Regions from separate parts of the Macaca mulatta genome. Here region 2 is linked to region 1. A link is a contact called in public Hi-C data. All regions are on one chromosome and are shown on one strand. The core of a region is the stretch at or near the end of the contact, and the rest is flanking DNA. Distances in the headings are between cores, read along the strand shown.

Evidence for each region. A called contact is a pair of places that touch in the nucleus more often than the background predicts.
Region 2: a Hi-C map of liver shows a contact between it and region 1, with 3 times the contacts expected there. The contact joins the promoter of KDM3A here to the promoter of CHMP3 in region 1. A contact is called at or near these places in 3 of 14 Hi-C or Micro-C datasets (cortical neurons, fetal cortex germinal zone and liver).

The regions. Positions count from the first base shown.
Region 1 is chr13:37,825,713-37,828,412 of T2T-MMU8v2.0, reverse strand. It overlaps CHMP3 (charged multivesicular body protein 3), which reads right to left and starts at 1,321. Exons shown (of 4, transcript XM_077959079.1): 1 at 1,102-1,321. The coding sequence starts at 1,306.
Region 2 is chr13:37,952,116-37,954,869 of T2T-MMU8v2.0, reverse strand. KDM3A (lysine demethylase 3A) reads left to right here and starts at 1,254. Exons shown (of 26, transcript XM_077959077.1): 1 at 1,254-1,535; 2 at 2,454-2,669. The coding sequence starts at 2,484.

The sequences.
Region 1 (2,700 bases), core at 72-2,571:
TGTGCCTGCTAGAGCTGAACAGGTAAGATCATTTATTAAAGGATTTCAGGATTTTTTTTTCCATTATGGACAAACCTAGGTGTGGTAGAGCAGTGCTTCTTAAAGCACTGATGTGCACACCCATCTTAGGGAGCCTGTCAGAATTCAAAATCTGACTCAGTGGGTCTGGAGTCAGTGGGTCTGGAGATTTAACAAGCTCCCAGGTGATGTTGATGCTGCTGGTTGGCACCTGAGTAGCAAGGCTGTGCCGTATTTAAAGAATTAGCCCTAACTACGAATATGAAAACTTTACATCCCTGAATCTTCAATTACTCTGAGATGACACTACTATTATTTTGGCTTGACAGACGAGAAGACTAAGGCACTGAGAAGTGAACTTTCCAGAGATCACAGAGGTGAGATGTGGAAAGGCAGGATTCAAACTTAGGTTGACTGACTGCAGGGAACTTTCAACTGCTTGCCTCCCAATATTATCTCAATTAATAGGTAATGAGAATTCGAAGCTGGGTCCGGAGCTATCTTCTGCAACATCCTTCTGGGTCGAGTCCCTGCCCTGCTATAATATGTAACAAGGGTCAACACAAGGTTGTAGGGCTGGGGAAAGAGGAAACAGTCTCCTTTTCAACACAACGGGGAGGACCGAGAACAGGCGGCAGGTGCCACGCTCCTCCGGCAGACGCGACCCGGCCAGCTCCAAACAACGCTCCGGGCAAGGGAAGGTTCTCCGGCGGGTCCGCAGACGGGCGTGAGGGGTGGGGCCTACGCAGGGAAAAGGTTCCGGGCGGGTCGTACCAACGCGCGCAGGGGGAAGGGGTTTCCAAGGCCAGGACGGTGTCGCTGCCTACGCGCTCGGTGGCGAGGTGAAGAAACTCTTCATCCACCCCTCGGCTACCTGGTAGAGAGTGGCACCAGGAGCTCTCGCTCCCCAAAGCCAACTCCTAAAGACTCTTCCTCCGGGCCCCCCAGTCGAGTGGGAGGCCCCGGAAATGGGGGCCGGTCGGTATCGGGCAGGCGGTGGGGAGAAGAGTGTCCTGTCAATTACCAACTCCAGTTCGCCCCACACAGATCCACCCGCTTATCTGCCGCCGCCGTAGCCCTTACCAGTTCTTTGGGCGGCTTCTCCTGAGTTTTTCCAAACAGCCCCATGACGAACTGAACCCGTCTTGCCCCTTCCGGCTTTCCGTTCCCCGCGCCCAGGCAGGTCACGGGCAGCCGCCGGGGCGGGGCCCACGGAGAGGGAGGTAGTGCCGACGCCCAGAGTAGGGAGCGGCCGCAGTAGAGGATGGTGCGCATGCGCGGTACGCATGCGCAGAATTGAGTGAGTGGGATACTAGTCAACAAGGCTGACGTCATTGCGCATGTTCTGGGCGTGTCTGTGTAGGGGAGACCACGGATTCGGTGTTTTTCGTGGGGTGTAGAAATGATTGCTCTGAAAGATACGAATGTGTTGACTATAACTGCTTCTGATACTTCACCTAAACCTAGATGTTGCACCAGAAGTCTGGATCTCCACGCAGACGTGTACACTTACCATCACTTTCCCGACAGCTTCGTCTTTGTGTCCAGTAGGCGACTCACAGGTGACAAACCAAAAATGGCCTCTTTTTCCTCCCGCCAACCCACTCCTCCCGTCTGCTTGCACCACCATCACCTGGTCGCTAAACCCTAGGCGTCCTCCTCTCTCCCCTCCTACCAACTCCCAACCATTCTAACTTCAGCCCTCTCCTTTCCATCCCAACTGCGGTAGTTTTTGTTCAGGCCATCGCCCTTTACAGCGTGGGCGATTCCTGCCTAGCATTTGTCCATGTGTGTGCCGTCCTACACGCCACACCGACCGTGAGCCTAATCACACTCTCAAAGGAGTCTGACTAAAGAGAACTAGACACATTTTAGCACGGACAGTCCCTGATTAGGCCTATACGGTGAGCTGATGGTTACTGTCATTACCTCATCGAAGATGGTGAAGGGACCATTTGTTACCTCAGCCCCATACTCCTGTCTCTGGTGGAATCATAAAATGGGTTCGGCAGCTTTGAAAACATTTTGGCAATTTCTTAAAATGCTAAACAAAGCCAGCCTTCCATTCCTAGCTATTTACCCAAGAGGGAAAAAAGCATACGTTCTTACAAAGACTTGTACACAAATGCTCATAGCAGCTCTATTTGTAATAGCCGTAAACTGGAAACAATCCAAATGTCTATCAACAAGAGAATGGATAAACCAGTTGTGATTGATCCATACGGAGGAATAGTACTGAGCAATAAAAAAGAGTAAACTGTTTATAAATGCAACAGCATGGATGAATCTCAAAATAATTCTGCCAACCGAAAGAAGCCAGAATCGTGTGATTCCATTTATATAACATTCTGGAAAATGCAAACTAATACGTAGTGACAGAAAGTACATTGGCGGTTGCTAGCGGATAGGAGTGGGGTCGGAAAGGAGCAGAAAAGAGGGGTTACAAAGAGACACGAAGTTTAGGGGGATGATGGATAATATCTTGATTGTGATGATGGTTTCGCAGATGTATACAATATCAAAACTTAACAGGTTGGACACTAAGTATGTGCAATTTATTTTATGTCCATCATACTTCAATAAAGTTCTCTTTAAAAAAGCACTACCTGTTCATTGTGAAAAGTTAAACCCGCATTCTCACTTCCTCAGGGGAAAAGGTCTCAAAGGATTCACACCAACTAT
Region 2 (2,754 bases), core at 5-2,504, 130 kb before region 1:
ATTTTTCCCTTGAGTTGTTTTTCAGATTAATATTTAATTACATTATCTAAGTTCTCCATACCTTCTCTTGTATTTTAAATTTGAGTTGCATACTTCTGAGCTATTTGTCTTCTATTCTGATAACAAATTGTCAAATTTGTAAAATTTCTCATCGTTCATAGCATTAGCTTAGGATAGGCCATGTTTTTAGATTCATAATAGTTCAGAAGACCATATTGTCTTCATGGACTTTATCCTTTAATATGAAATCCTTTCTCTTTTGATACTTTTAATTATATTAATATTGCTATATTGCTTTCATTTGGCTACCATTCGATTAAATATTTTAGCCCAGTATTTTCAAGCTTCCTGTGTTGTAAGAGTTTGCTTACGGCCAATTTATACTGGATTTTCCTTTTAATCCCAATTGTCTGTTTAAACTTGTGAGTGAAATTAACCCATTTATATTTATTGTAAATACTGATGTTTGGACTTACTTTTCACATTAAAAACATTTTTACCATATGTTCCAGTTTCTTTTGCTTATCTCGTTCCCATTCTGCCTTCCGTTCAGCCGGATAAGTTTTTTTTTCATTTAGCAGCTCCCTTCCTTTAAATGGTCTGCAGATTATAAATCCAATTCTTGTGTTATTAACTTTAAAAACTTAAAAGTCAGATTCAGAATATGTATATTGAAAATTAACATCCAGAGTTAATTTGCATCTATAATCCCTTGTATGTTTCCAAACATTCTCTGATTATCCGTTTTCACACTTACAAAATGGAGGCATGAGTTCTTCTTAAGGATTAAATGTGATGTAATGTCAAACACCAGCCTTTATGAACATGTCTTTAATTTCTTTATTCCATTTCTTTTTCAATCAATCAAAATACTTAAGGTCCAGGGCACACAATCACCTCTTAACTGCTTTGTCCTTCAAAGTCACCTTCTCTTTCATCTCTTGCATCATTCATTATGGCCTTCAACTACTTTAAATTTCTTTGCAAGTCTCTGAATACCTTCTCAATCCCCCTTTAGAGAAAAAAAATCCCATTATACATGTATGCAAAGGTCTCTTTTGCTCTAAATTTAATGAACGTCATTATCCAGTAACTCCACGACTTTCTTCATTTATCCTTCAAAATGGCGGACTTCAGACGTTCCACGATCAGCACCACGTGCGCCTGCGCCTCCCGCAGCCATTTCGCCCAGCAGCCTAACCTCTGCGAGGCGCCTGCGCACGAGCCTCCAGCGCACTGTCGCTCCTCCCTCTAGCTGAGTACGCCTGAAACCGCACGTTCTCTTCCCTTCCCTCCCCCGCTGACTCTGCACCGCCCTCACCCTTTCCTGTGAGATTCTTCCGCGAAGTGGAAGGCTCATCTTCGGTCGACAGCCCACGCACTTGAAGAACAATCCAATAGGCACTTATAGCTCAGGATCTCGCCGTTCAGTCTTATCTATGCGCCACGGCAATTTTCCTCTAGGTCCCAAAGTTGATGACCGATTTCGCGGGACTTTTTTTTGCATACCGTGAGGCAACAAATGGAAAGAATGGGTCTGTGGCGGAGGGATCACTGGCTTATTCTCTGTGTACTTTAACCTAATGGGGGTCGCCCGGGAGTCGGAAGGGGGAGGGGGAAAGGGAGGAGGCAGCCAAGGAATTGTTTTTTTCTCTGGCCCCGCCCTCGCCCGGCCGGCCAATGGTGATGATCTGTTTCCCCCGGAGCCTCGCCCAGATCTTGTGTCTCAGCCAATGAGCGGCGGAAGCGGCTCCGAGGGGGCGGGTCCGGGAGGCTGTGCGTGTCTTGTGAGAGCTCTTGAACCAAGTCAGTGCTGGAGTCGCCTGGGCGGCTGGAAACGGCGGCTGCCGCTGGTGACTCAGGGAGGCGGGAGGCGGGGTAAGAGCGCCGCGGCCTCGGCTGCGGGGAGAGGGGGAAGAAAGGTGAAAGCGCTGAGCGCGCGGCCCCGCCGCCCGTTGGCAGCGGCGCAGGCCGGGGGAGACAGGCGCCCGGGGGTCGGGGGCCGGGGAGCTGGGCGCCGGGGCTGGGCGGCGGGGCAAGTGCGGAATCGCGGGCTCGCCCTCCCTCCCCCGCGGGGCCGCCCGGGGCGGGGACCCAGCCGCCAGGGACCGGCGCTGTGCACCGGGGGCCTTTTCTTTTAGGGGCTGAGGGCTGAACACTTTCAAATCCACTCGAGCCGCAGATAATTCTTCTCTCACTCTCTCTGCGTTTGCGTTTGAGCTGTTAGAGAAGCCAAACTTGGGAGAGCGAGGGTCACGCGGCGCTGCGGCCCGGGTGTGTGGCAGGGGAGGGCGCCGGGGAGCGGGAAGGTGCGGGAGGGGGGCTTGGTACGGGTCCGCCCGGGGCCGCGTCCTCGCGCGGGTTCGGCGCCCTCCGCCCGTCCTCCCTGCTGTCTCCGCCCGGCCCCCTCCCACTGGCGGCCCCCGTCGCATTTTGTTTTTGTGTTTTTGCAGGGAGGAGCCCTTCCTGCAGGCGTGGAAACCATGGTGCTCACGCTCGGAGAAAGTTGGCCGGTATTGGTGGGGAAGCGATTTCTCAGTCTGTCCGCAGCAGACGGCAGCGACGGCAGCCACGACAGCTGGGACGTGGAGCGCGTCGCCGAGTGGCCCTGGCTCTCCGGGACCATTCGAGCTGTCTCCCACACCGACGTTACCAAGAAAGATCTGAAGGTACAGGCGGCTCCGGGCCTCTGCCGCCGGACGTTTCGCAGTTACCTTGGTAACGCGACCATGGGTTCCCTCCTTCCGTTTTCTG